Regions from separate parts of the Dromaius novaehollandiae genome. Here region 2 is linked to region 1. The links are chromatin contacts, called in public Hi-C maps. All regions are on one chromosome and are shown on one strand. The core of a region is the stretch at or near the end of the contact, and the rest is flanking DNA. Distances in the headings are between cores, read along the strand shown.

Region 1 (5,774 bases), core at 1,975-4,474:
AGATGGGAAGCTCCATCAGTCCATAGCCCCAAAACAGCAGAGGCAGGAGCCCGCTCTGAGCCCGCTCCAACCCCGCTGCCCACAGCGCACTGCAGATGGCACCAAGTTCATCCTCCCAGACATCAGCCGAGGCAAGCAGAGCAGCCAGGAGCCCCTCCACAAAACGCCAGCCCAGCCCCAAGGCCACCCGGCTGGGGTGAGACCAGGGAATGGAGCCACCTTGCTGAGCGACAGCACAGAGGGGGCTCAAACACACTGGTCAGCCCCACAACAGCCCTAAAACATCACCCCACAGAGCAGCAACCCCAGCAAAGCACAGCCTACCCTCTCCAACCAGCTCAGCCTGGTTCCCCAGCCCAGCCTGCCTGGCTGGCTTTTATACCCTCCAGCTGGGTGTGGCTGTCCCCGATTGGCCAGGGCTGCTGACAGATGGTGGAACTGGATTGGCTGGGGCCAGCCCCACTTGACCTGAGATTGGTGGGCTGCTGCAACAAAGGGTAATGCGGGGTTGGCTGGTAGCAGGGACAGATGGCAGCACCCAGTTGGTTAGGAGAGGAGCCAGGTGGTGGCTTTGGATTGGCTAGGGCCAGGCATTGCTCAATTGTGATTGGTGGAGAGCAGCATGACAGCAGAATGGGGGATTGGTGGGGGAAAAGGACAGGTGGCAGCGCAGGATTGGCTGGGAGGCTGTGCTGCTGCATGAGGATTGGCTGGGGCTGGGTTGCAGTGCAGCTGGGCTTGTGTGCACGGAGGGGTCCTAGAGTGCCCCGTGCACCAAGCTGTGCCTGATCTCAGCCCCCAGAGCCTTCCTTCCCGACTGGGCCTCAGCCTCCTCGGGGAGCTCAATTCACCCTTATAAATGTCAGGGAGAGCCTCTAGTTTTACCCCAGTGCTGGCCGGCCTCGCTCCTGCCCCTTTGCAGACCAAGGCGGCCCCGCTCCGGCTCCGACCCACCACCCTGGGTTTCCCCTGGCTGGGAAAGGCAGTGGGGTGGGATGCGATGGGCTCTGGCTCAGCAACGCAAGGGGCAGTAAGGCCAACTCTCCCCCCAAAGCTTCTTCCCCTGCAGCAGGGCAGCCCCAGGCTGCAGCCATGGCCAGCTGTGCCTCAAGCTGCACCAGGTCTCAGCCCCACAGCAGCCCATTGGTATAAAGCCAGGCCCCAGGAGCCTTGTGCTGGCTGTGCATCCTGGATCTTTGGGTCTCGGTGACATGGGGAGAACCTGCTCTTACCCGCTCCTGAGCTGCAGAAACTTATTTGAATAATTTACCTTGCGAATTTGCAAGCAGCAGCTTTAACAAGGCAGCGGGGGAGCCCATCGTCTTGCACAAGCCCCACGTGGGGCACAGCAAGGCCCCAGGCAGCCTTCGGGAGCTAAAGCCCGAGGGTGCAGAGGCTTGTGCCATCGCGGGCCTGGGCACAGGTGCTCTTCCCACCCCGCAGAGCACGGCAAGAGCAGACGTGCCGCCACTGGGAGATGGTTGCCTGGGCACAGAGAGCAGCCTGCGTGCAGCACAGGGGCTGGTGGCCCCCAGGCTGCCTCTGCACCTCTGCTCAGCAGCAGCAACCCAGGCCACAACCCCATCCTTGGGGGATCCATCCCTGCTGTGAAGTGGCAATCGGATCGCCTAGCAGGGAAATGCAGGCACACGCCTGACGGAGCCGCACGCTGCAGGCGTCTCGGTCCCTCCCTCAGCCGCCTGCGTCCCTCCCACAGCACCAGCTCTGGAGCACGCGCCTCTGCTCCATGACAAAGCGCGCTCGGCAGAACGGTGGCACTTGGCGGTGCTCTTTGCCATGCCCACGTTGTCACGTCCTTTCAGGAGCATCACAGCACCCGCTTATCAAATCTATGGCTAGCCTGCAGCCCTGCTGGAGCCAGGCGACAAGCATGGCTGGATGAGGCCTGAGAAGCAAGGCTGTAAATCTGATAAGCTATCAGCTAGCACTACGATTAAGTTGGATAATTAGGGACAAGGGCCCAGCTCTTGAGCTTATTTGCCACTGGTGTAAATACAGAGTAAGAGACAGGGCTGCTCCTGGGGATCAGGAGGAGCTGTGAGCCTTGCAGCCGGTGTATTAAAACACACTACAGTTTCTTTTTTTCTAACAACAATCAGCCCCAGCATCTCAAGACTAAGTGCCAGGATTGAAGTGCAAGCACAGGAAATGAGATCATCTGGCAAGGCTTTGTCACAGCCCAGGTCAACAGGGAAAGGGGAATTGCTCAAGCCACGCTGTGGATGCAGAGAAGGTTTCAGAGGAGCAGACACAAGACGGGTTCTTGCAAACAGTCTCTGCACACCTGGCAAAGCAGGCTGAGCTATTCTTAGCTCCAACACCCTAGAGGAGGGAGGAAAAGTTAGTTGGAGGAGGAAGGTTAGGAGCAAAGCAACAGAGCTCTTGGCTAAGTTACAGCATTTTAGGTTTTGTTTTGTTAAAGAAGAAAGAACCCTCCCGCCCCCCGGTTCCTCCTGTAGTCCCACCAAGAAACCCCCTGCTGACTTGTACACACTAGCAGCAGCCCTCGGGGACCAATTCTCACCGCTGCCCCATATCCCTGCTGAACCCCAGCCCTGGCAATGCTGTAAACAAGGCCCGCACTGCTGCAAGCAGCCACTCCCCAAACCCTCCCTGAGCAAGGGGAGGTGATTTGCACAGCCCCGGCACCCCGCAGCCAGAGGGTAACTCACCCATGGGCCAACAGGCAGCTGGAGCAGATGTTGCAAGGAAGCTTTTTTGGCTGGGTTTCTCGTCCCCTCTTCAAAAGCCCAAGGAGCTGCTCTGGAGCAAGTGGGAGCTTTTCTCCTATGATCTCCAGCAATTCTTAATTTCACAGGGACACCATGCAGAGCGGTGCCCTCACGGAGGCAGAAACTACCGAGCACCTCCAGACCCCGGGTGTACACTCACTCTCTTTTAAGCCATACCTTCAGCAGCTTTGCTAACTAACCTGTCCCTCCTAACCCTGAAGGCAGCTGGAAGATGCACGAGAAGGCAGGCTGGGGCGTCTGGTGGGGTTCGGACTGCAGACGCTCTCCCCGGAGCACAGCCGCGAGACCCCGCTGCCTTCCCTGCCGGGCAAACAGCAGCTCCCGTCGTCTTCTGCCAAGCAGCGCCGAGGCGGCACAGCCTGTGCTAGAGAAAACCAGGACCGAGGCGCCCAGACTCCCGTGTCACGGCTTCTGCCCCTCTGTCCTCTCTCAAACTCTTCCCTGCCCAAGTCCAAACCAAAGAAAGGAAGAAAGGAGAGAAAGAAGGGGAGAAAGAAATAAAAACTAAAACAAACAAAAACTAAAATAAAAAGCAGCAGTTGGGAGGCAGCTTTGTTAGGACAACTCAGCAAAATAAAATTCCGGTTTATTGTTGGACAACATTGTTTCACACATACATCAAACAGGCCAAAAAAAGAAAAAAATAAAAATAAACAGCAACTTCATAGACAGGAAAAAAAAAAAGAAAAAAGAAAAAAAAAACTTTTTATCTTTGGCCTTGCCACCTCATACAAACCACAATCTATGGTACAGCTAAAGTACATACACAAAAAAAGTTACTGGAATGCTCAGAATAAGATTGTAATTTTTTTTTTTTTGCATTTTTGTCTTTTTTTTTTTTTTTTTTTTTTTACAAGGTTTTGTTTTATTCTCCTTTGAGATAATGGTTTGGGCCTGGTCACACCACAAGTAAAGTCAGAAATAGGTAACAAGAGAGATATACACTTCAAAGCCCCCCTTTTGGTCAATCCGAGATCACTTAAAAATGGCGGACCTCCTAACAATATGTACAAAAATATAAAATGTAAATAAAAAATACAAACAAATTCTCCTTTAAAGTACTTTTAAGAAAGAAAGCAGGGCCTTGAAGTTTTGGTGCTTGGGTGGGGAGGGGGTCTGTGGGGGAATGGGGGTTTCTCTCCCCGCTAACGGGCGAATCGTTTTGTATGTTCATTAAATGGCAGCGCCGCGCTGGGGGGCAGGGGTGGGGGTTCACTCTACTTGGTGAGGATGACCACGGCGGAAGGTGGAGGAAGGGGTGCGTGTGTGTTTGTGTGTGTGGTGGGTGGGAAGGGTTGAGACGGGCAGGGGGAGAAGGGTCCCAAGGGTGAAGAGGATGCGCTGGCCTTTTTTGTTGTTTTCCTCCTTATTTAAAAAAAAATAATAATAATTTGCTGCCTAGTCATCTTCATCGGTTTTCTGCTTCTTGGGATCGACGTCGTCGTCCTAAGGGGAGAGCAAAGCCATTAGGGAGAGGGGCCAGGGACGGCTGCTGCGGGGCCGCCCAAGGTCCTGGTGAGACCCAATACACTGCTGGACGGGGTCCCAACGCAGCCCTGCTCGAGGGGCTGTGGACAGCACCAGCTGAGGACACCACCTCAGGCTCCACCACAGGATCCCTCACCCCAAGGGTCTGGGAGTGGTGCCTCCAGGGGAAGGCACCAGCACCTGCAGGTGGGGCCCCAAACAAAAGCAAGCCGTGGGGTGGGCTCTCCCTGCCCGGGGCCTGCTCCCACAGCCACATCAGGACAGAAACCCTGCCATGCCTCCATCTCCTCCTCCCCATCACCAAACAAGCTGGCTTGGGAGGCACCAAGACGCCCGTGGGGCTGCTTGGCAAAACCAAGGTGCGCAGAGAGGCAGGGGCTTCCTCAACACCCCAGGGATGACAGGTGACCACATCTCCCCCAATGCAAATGCCTCTCATCCAGCTCAGGGGACCCAAACACCCCTGCCCAGGCCCACCACAAGGATCCCTGCTCCTAGGCTCCCAGGTTCAGTGGCTCGCCCACACCCAGAGCAGACACCCCGCTAACCAGGACAGGGTATAAATGGAACTGGGCTGCATCCCCGAGGGCCAGGCCCCAGAGAGGTGCAGGGAGCAGGAAGCGCATGGGGAGTACGTTCAAGTCCCAGAGCCCAGCTTGGCATCTCCAGCCCACCAGCATCCCCCCAAACCCTCCCAGGACACAGGTGGCTCTGAGGCCTGCCTACCTCATCATCCTCAGCTGCCCGTTTGCCTGTAGCTCCCTCAGCTTCGTCATCTTCATCGCCGTCCTCCTCCTCACCTGCATGGGACAGGGGAAGGGGAGGAACATGAAACCTCTAGGGCAGCCTCATGCAAGACTGCAGAGGCTACAAAGGCAGATGAGGGCAGCAAAACGAAGCAGCCAGAGAAGGGCCCCCCTCTAACAGTAACTTGACCCACAACGCAGATCCCAAGGTTCTCTCTGGGCTCTCGGAGGGTTCAGCGCTGTGTACCTCTCCTCAGGTTTACAGCCCCACACTGCAACATCCAGGGTCCCTTTCTTTAAAGCTAGCACAGTCTCTTATCACAGCAGCAGGTGCCTGAGAAACAAGAGGTTTTCGGGGCATCCCCCAGATGACCGAATCCCCAGTCAACTGGGGAACAGTCAAGGGGGCTTCCCTTTGTCATGGGAAGGATTTAACTCCATCAAGCCTGGCTCATATCACATTTGTACAACAGGCAACAGACTGCAAAGCCTACACCTTCACTGAGCGCTGAAATCACATTACAAGAAAGTAAGCAAAAAAAAAAAAAAAGAAAGAAAAAAAAGAAAAGAAACTCTTTCTAGTGGCTGCTCCGCCTAACTGCTCCAGATCTCCAGATTACTTCTGCTTCCCTTCGCAGCTATTAGTCCATCTTTAATGAGTTAAGAGAGCCAGAATGCATTAGTTCTGAGTCAGAACACTTTCTAATTATCAGAACAGCAAACAAACGCTACCAACTTATCTTACAGCAAGAGAGAGGAGGATGAG
Region 2 (5,774 bases), core at 1,586-4,085, 48 kb after region 1:
GGGTACCCAGTGCTCTCCCCGAAACCGAATGTTTGCTGGCGAATGGGAGAAGTTACTCAGCGCCTCAAAGAAAGGCCACGTTTACAAAATCGCTTCGCTCTCCGTGGGCAAATGCTTCCTCCGCCAGCACTAAAATCACAGGCGCTCTTTGAAGTCCCTGGAGATGTATCTTCGCTGCTAACAGGAGGACAACGCTGTGGCCAAGTACATGGGAACGGGCATTGCAAATGAAGGACCTGGAGAGCTTTCCAACGAGTGTCCTGCCTGTGCTGTAGGTATCACACTGACAGCATCCACTGTCCCTGCTTCAGTCCCAGACAGTGCCAAATTGGCTGTTGTCACTTCTTCCAGCCAAGATGAGCGAAGTGCAGCCAGTCCTGGCTCTAACTAGGCCATTACAGATGAGAGGTACTTGCTGCTGCTGCTTGTTTTAAAGCAAATAACATCCCTGGGGACTCGGCGAGAGCTGAGACTGCCGGGGGCATCGCTGGCCCCTGGGCAGGAGAGGAGGGCTGGGCTGTCCTGCCCCTCTCCTCCCTCACCCCAGCAAGCTCCCCGTGTCCCAGCTCTGGCAAGTGCAACAGGATGGGGGGATATGGCCTTCCCGTGGCCACGTATCATTAACGAAGAGACACCGAGTCCTCACCTCACCCCCCCGTACAGCTCGGCCCCACTGACCCCGCTCCGAGGGCTGGCGCTCTCATGGCGTTCAGGGTTATCAGCCCAGGGACAGGTCCCCCCTAGGAGGACACGTGTCCTGTGGCAAATCCCAACAGCCATGTCACGTTATGCAGGTCCCTCGCAGCCCGGATACGATCCCTGATTTGGGAACTGATACGCAAGCTGGAAGGAGCCCAGCCTGCCCTCATGGTGCCATAGCGAGGGCTCGCAGGGCACCACCTGGAAGTAAAATCTGCCTTTTTGGTAAGAAGAGAAGCAGAGGGCAGGCTCGACCACGGCTGGCTGGTGCCAAGCTCCTCAGTGAAGCCAGCCCGGCTTCCGTGCCTCAGTTTCCCCCTCTGCAGGACAACAAGTGCTAAGCTAGAGCTACCCACAAGTCTGACAGAAGAAGCAAGGATGGGCTAAGAGGCTTTGAAGAGTTTGGACTCCCTCTGGGAGCAAGGGAGGTCTCCTGTCCGTGCAGTACGTGGCAGCTCCTGCTCTGTTGGCACTGTCAGGGGGCTTTTTTATGGGGACACAAGGTGACAGCCACACAGCTCTGCACGGCATTGAGTGAAGAGTCACTGACTTAATCGGGCCGCCCGGACCCCGGACACTGTTACAAAACTGCCCCACGGCCTGTGAGGCTCCACGTGAAACGTTCTGGCAGGCTGCTACCCAGGGCCCGCTGCTGGGGGCAAGATCCGGCACCTGGGCGGGGAGCAGAGCGGATGCAGCAGCAGGCCCCGGCGAGGTGCTCGGCATGTGCCCCCTAACAAAGCGTGTGTGCAAGCGCTGCCGTTTCTGAAATTCAAAGCAAAAGAGGGGCTTGGGATTGGTGGTCCCGGCGGCGCCCGCCCCTCCTGCCTCCGCAGGGCGCCCTGCTTCCCCGGAGAGCCCTCCCCTTCCCGGGCTGGCAGGAGCGGACCCCGGCCACCCTCCATCCCCGGAGCACCCATCCTGCCCAGCAGAGGGGCTCAGCTTGGCGCTGCCCCGCACGCACGGGCATGCACACACGTGTGCGCGCACACACACACACACACAGACGTGTGCACATGCACGTACCTGCTCCCCAGCCATGCCTGGCCCTGTTCGGTCGAGAAGGGGCCGAGAGCCTACTAAAAGCAGATGTGAGCAGCACTCCTTGCATGTTAAAAGCACCGGGCTGAAGCGCGAGGAGGTGGGAAACTCTTTCCGTGTTAGCATGGAGTTTTGCACAGTTTCAGACACCAGACAGAAACGTGTTTCTGGCCCGGGAAACTGCCCCGGCCCCGCTGCTGGTATGAACACCCCGAAACCCGGCTCTGAGCGTGCCCGGGGCTGCGCTCGGCCGCTCTGCAGCAGGCAGGGCTCCCCGCTGACCCCCCGAAGCGCAGATGCCCTGGCCGGGCTTGCGTTAAGGCCTCGCCGAGCAGCGGCCGGGGCCGCACCGTGTGCGCTGGCGCGGGTGGTCTCCCCGCAGCCCCGGCCCTCCTCGGCCCCTCGCAGCCCTGCCGCGAGCCCCGCTCAAACCACTGGAGGGGGACGGGGCTGGGGGGCGGCAGCCCGGGCCGAGGGGCCGGGTTGCTCGGTACAAGAATACCCCCTGCCGACGAGCGGGAAGAACACAGCTCCCCGCAAACCCCCCAGAAAGGGGCCTGCGGCAAGCGGGGCCGCGGGGCAGCCCGGGGGCCAAGGCCGGACCCGCGGGGAGGAGCGGGGGCAGCGAGGGGGCTGCAGAGGGGAGGTGCCGGCGAAGCGCCGCTCTCGTGAATAACCGCCTGTCTCTGCTTTGCCAGGCCCGGCATTAGCAGGTTTTTTCCACCAGCGGCTTGTGGTTTGCAGGCGAGCGAGGCCTTTCCCGCGGCACCGCGCACAGCCGCACGCTGCCGGGGCCGGAGCTGGGCCGCTCGCACGCCCAGGCTGGCAGTGCTGCGGGTACCGGCAGGTACCGGGGGGGGGGGGGGGGGGGTCGGGGGGGCCGCTTAGGGCAAGGCCGGACTCGCTTTTTCCAGCGGTTGGGGCTCTTTCTCACTTTCTGCTTCGCGGTTTGCTTTGCTTTTTTAAAAAAAAATCTTTTTCTTTTTCCACCCCCCCTTCGCCGTGGAGGGGGGGGACCAGGCAGCAGCCCTGCCTCGGCCCAGCCAATCAGGGCCGTGTGGGGCTGGGGGAATCGGGACGCCGGGCTTTAAAAGCGGAGCCTTTGTGTGCGGGAGCCCCGGCGGGGCGCGGCAGGGACAGGGGCCGGGAGCGGACCGGGACCGGGATGCCCCGCCGCGGCGCCCCGCGCTCGGCCGCCTGCAGGAGCGCTGCGCCCTGCGGGGGACGCGGCCGCCGCGGTGCCGGGGCGAGGGACGCTCGCTCTCTCGGCAGGTATTTGTCAGCCTCTTTCCCCGCACCCGAATAAACATGCGGCAGCCGGGGCTCGCCCCGCTCGCTGTTTTGCCGGGGCTCGTTGTTTAGCTGCCTGTTTCCTTCCTCCTTTGCACCTGCGGGTGACGGCGGGGTCTGCGGGGAGCTGGGTGCGCTGTGCCGGGGGGGGGGCGGCTCGGTGGGGGTGGCCGAGGGCAGCGGCGGGGCGGTCGGAGCTCGCTCGGGACGGCGCGGCTGCCGCGGGGCGAGCACAGAGCTGCCCCCTGTTGTTGCAGGGTCGCTGGGGAGCGGTGCCGAGCGCGCTGGCCTGCTGCCTCTGCCCCGGGGCGGCTGCTTCACGCTGCCTGCCCCCCCCTCCCCCCCGAGCCTGCTGGCCGGAGCATGGGGGGCCTGGCCGGCTGCGCCGCGGTGTCGGGCGGAGGGGAGCCGGGTCGGGCTGTGCCTGCGGCAGCCGGGGTGGGCAGAGCTGCCGGGAAGGTCGGGGACTGCAGGGTGACTGGCTCTGCCCCACTCTGCTGCATGGCTGTGGACAGGCACACAGCCTGTGCCTCAGTTTCCCCACCTGGAAACAGAGTGGCTTCATCCTGTTCCTTTTCCTCCCACCCTGGAAAACCCCTTTGGAAAGTGACCTGCAGCCTAGCTCAGCCTCTTCCTGGGTGTTGGCTTTGGGGGTGGCTTGGACCTGCTGGGGAGTATCCCTGCAGCCCCCACTGCCCAGGTGCCGGCAGCTGCAGCCCCAGGCAGCAGCACGCAGCCACCTGGCCCGGCCTGCCGCAGCAGAGCTGCTGAGGCAGCTGCAGCGTTGCTGACCCCAGGCCCCCCTGTCTTCCAGCCCTTGACCCCGGTGCTGCTGTGTGAGCCAGGGCTCCAGCTTGCTGGGCCCTGTCCTAGAAACTGGAAAAACTCCTGCCTGGGCTGAATGGGATCAGTGTGGGCCTGCTGATGGCACGATGGGTCCCAGATCTGGCCTGTGCCCCCCTCTCCTGTGTGGCCTGGGCTGCAGCAGGGGAGAGCAGGTTTGTTTCCAAACAGTCCTGCTGCTGCCCGCCAGTCCTGCCCCTGCGCCCTGGGCCGGGAGGGGATGCGCTGGGGGCACGGGCTGGGGAGGTGAGGTGTCAGGCAGGTGGTGGAGGGAGTGGCGCAGGGCCTGGGGTCCCTGCAGTGCTGCATTTGCTCTCTGCCCTGCCGGCTAGCAGGAGTCTGAGGGTGGCAGGGAAACAGCAGCCTTGGCGAGAAAGTATAAGAGGCCTCAACCTTTGAACTGTGGGAAATCACTGAGCAAACCATGGTGAACTTGAATGCCAGAGTGACGTTTCCATGCCAAAGCCACCAGCCCTGTGTGAGCAGAAGATGGAGATGTCTGTCACAGCAACATGAGACAGCCGCCCCACTGAATCACCTCTCTCCACCCCGGAGAACCAGCCCCGTCGTTACAGCGATGTGACCCTTGCATTGCTGGTTAGAGCGTGGCTGAGCACCCATGCAGCTTGATGCACCCTGCCTAGGTTTGCAGTCTCCCCCGCGGCATCGCCAGCTGCCACGGAGGACATGTGAGAGCCGTTGTGAAGGATGGCAATGCACCTGCCTGGGGATGCTCTCTGCCATCTGGAAAGGGGCTGAGCCCTGGGCTGGGGGGATGAGGGCAGGCAGCAGGGCAGGCGCTCGCGAGCCACCCTGCGCGCAGGCTGTTTGCAAAAAGCCGTTGGTGTGGCTGTTTGCATGAGTGAGACCGAGACCTGGGGTTGACCGCAGCCGCCTCAAGGGTCTGCTGCGCGAGGAGCTCGGCCCTCTTCCCCTGCGCGAGCCGTTGCGCAAACTGCCTGGAGCCAGGAAACCGGTCGAAGGGCCGCTGAGGGCAGAGAAGTGAGTCTGAATTTCCCTTCCTTCCTTCCTCCTGAGTCACTGCAGCTGACTTTCCTGGCTCAGGGCTCCTGACCCTGTGTGTCTTCAGGGGACACCCCTGTGGCATCTCCACTGTGGCTGGGCTGGAGATGAGCCCTTTGGGAACAGAGGGGCTAGAAAGCAGGCTGGGTGTCACTGAGCCTGAGATGTCCAAGGATTTGGGCCCCAAGGGTTGGTCTCCTGAATATCACCCTGGTTTCTCCCTTGTGGCATGTTCCTGGTGGTACTTTAGGTTAGTATTTGGTTCAGGGAGACTGCTGTTCCCCAGGGGCAGAGGGTGCAAGTGGGCTCCCCAATGCTTTGCCCTAGGTAGTCCTTTTCCACCACGTCCTTCATCAAAACTGCCTCGGCAATAGCAGGGGACCGTGTCACTGTCTGCCCCGTCAGAGGCTGCCCGAAAACCCTGCTTGCGCCTGCCAAAGTACAAGCACGCTGGTGCGGCGGCATCATGTCCCTGTCGAGCTCTGTCTTTCTGCACCCTGTTTGCACCCGGGGACACAGGGGCCCAAGGGACCTGTCCCCTGTGGTGTGATAGGCGCAGCTGGTGGCTCTCCCCTGGGAAGCAGGTGCCCGGCACCCTGCGATTTCACATGCAAATAGTGGCTTGGCTGGGCGACAGCTGCCTCCCTGTCAGATACAAAAGGCGTCGCGTTGTCTGCCACGGAGGAGGAAGCATGTGCGCATGTAAACAAGACAGCCCTGGCACTGCTGCTCTCCCAGCAAGGGCTGTGAAAGTGCAACCAGGGTTAGTCCCGGTTCCTCACCCTGCAGGAAAGACAAGCCAGCCCAGCCCTGAGCGGTGGACACCCGCCAAACCTGGCACCCCAGGGCGGCCACCTCTGCAACGTCCCTCCTCCCTG

Evidence for each region. Hi-C and Micro-C count contacts between places; a contact is called where the count stands out from the background.
Region 2: a Hi-C map of brain shows a contact between it and region 1, with 2.8 times the contacts expected there. The contact joins the enhancer-like site here to the promoter of LOC112993699 in region 1. A contact is called at or near these places in 3 of 4 Hi-C or Micro-C datasets (brain, liver and ovary).

Annotation. Positions count from the first base shown.
Region 1 is chr9:12,696,650-12,702,423 of bDroNov1.hap1, forward strand. LOC112993699 reads right to left here and starts at 3,225. Exons shown (of 2, transcript XM_064516742.1): 1 at 2,694-3,225. PTMA (prothymosin alpha) reads right to left here. Exons shown (of 5, transcript XM_064516743.1): 4 at 4,989-5,062; 5 at 3,326-4,220. The coding sequence ends at 4,173.
Region 2 is chr9:12,744,991-12,750,764 of bDroNov1.hap1, forward strand. No RefSeq gene overlaps it. Among named protein-coding and RNA genes, the nearest start is that of NMUR1, 38 kb to the right of the region's middle. Within about 2 kb of position 2,836, at least 1 of the 2 cell types and tissues checked has open chromatin away from gene starts, as enhancers often do.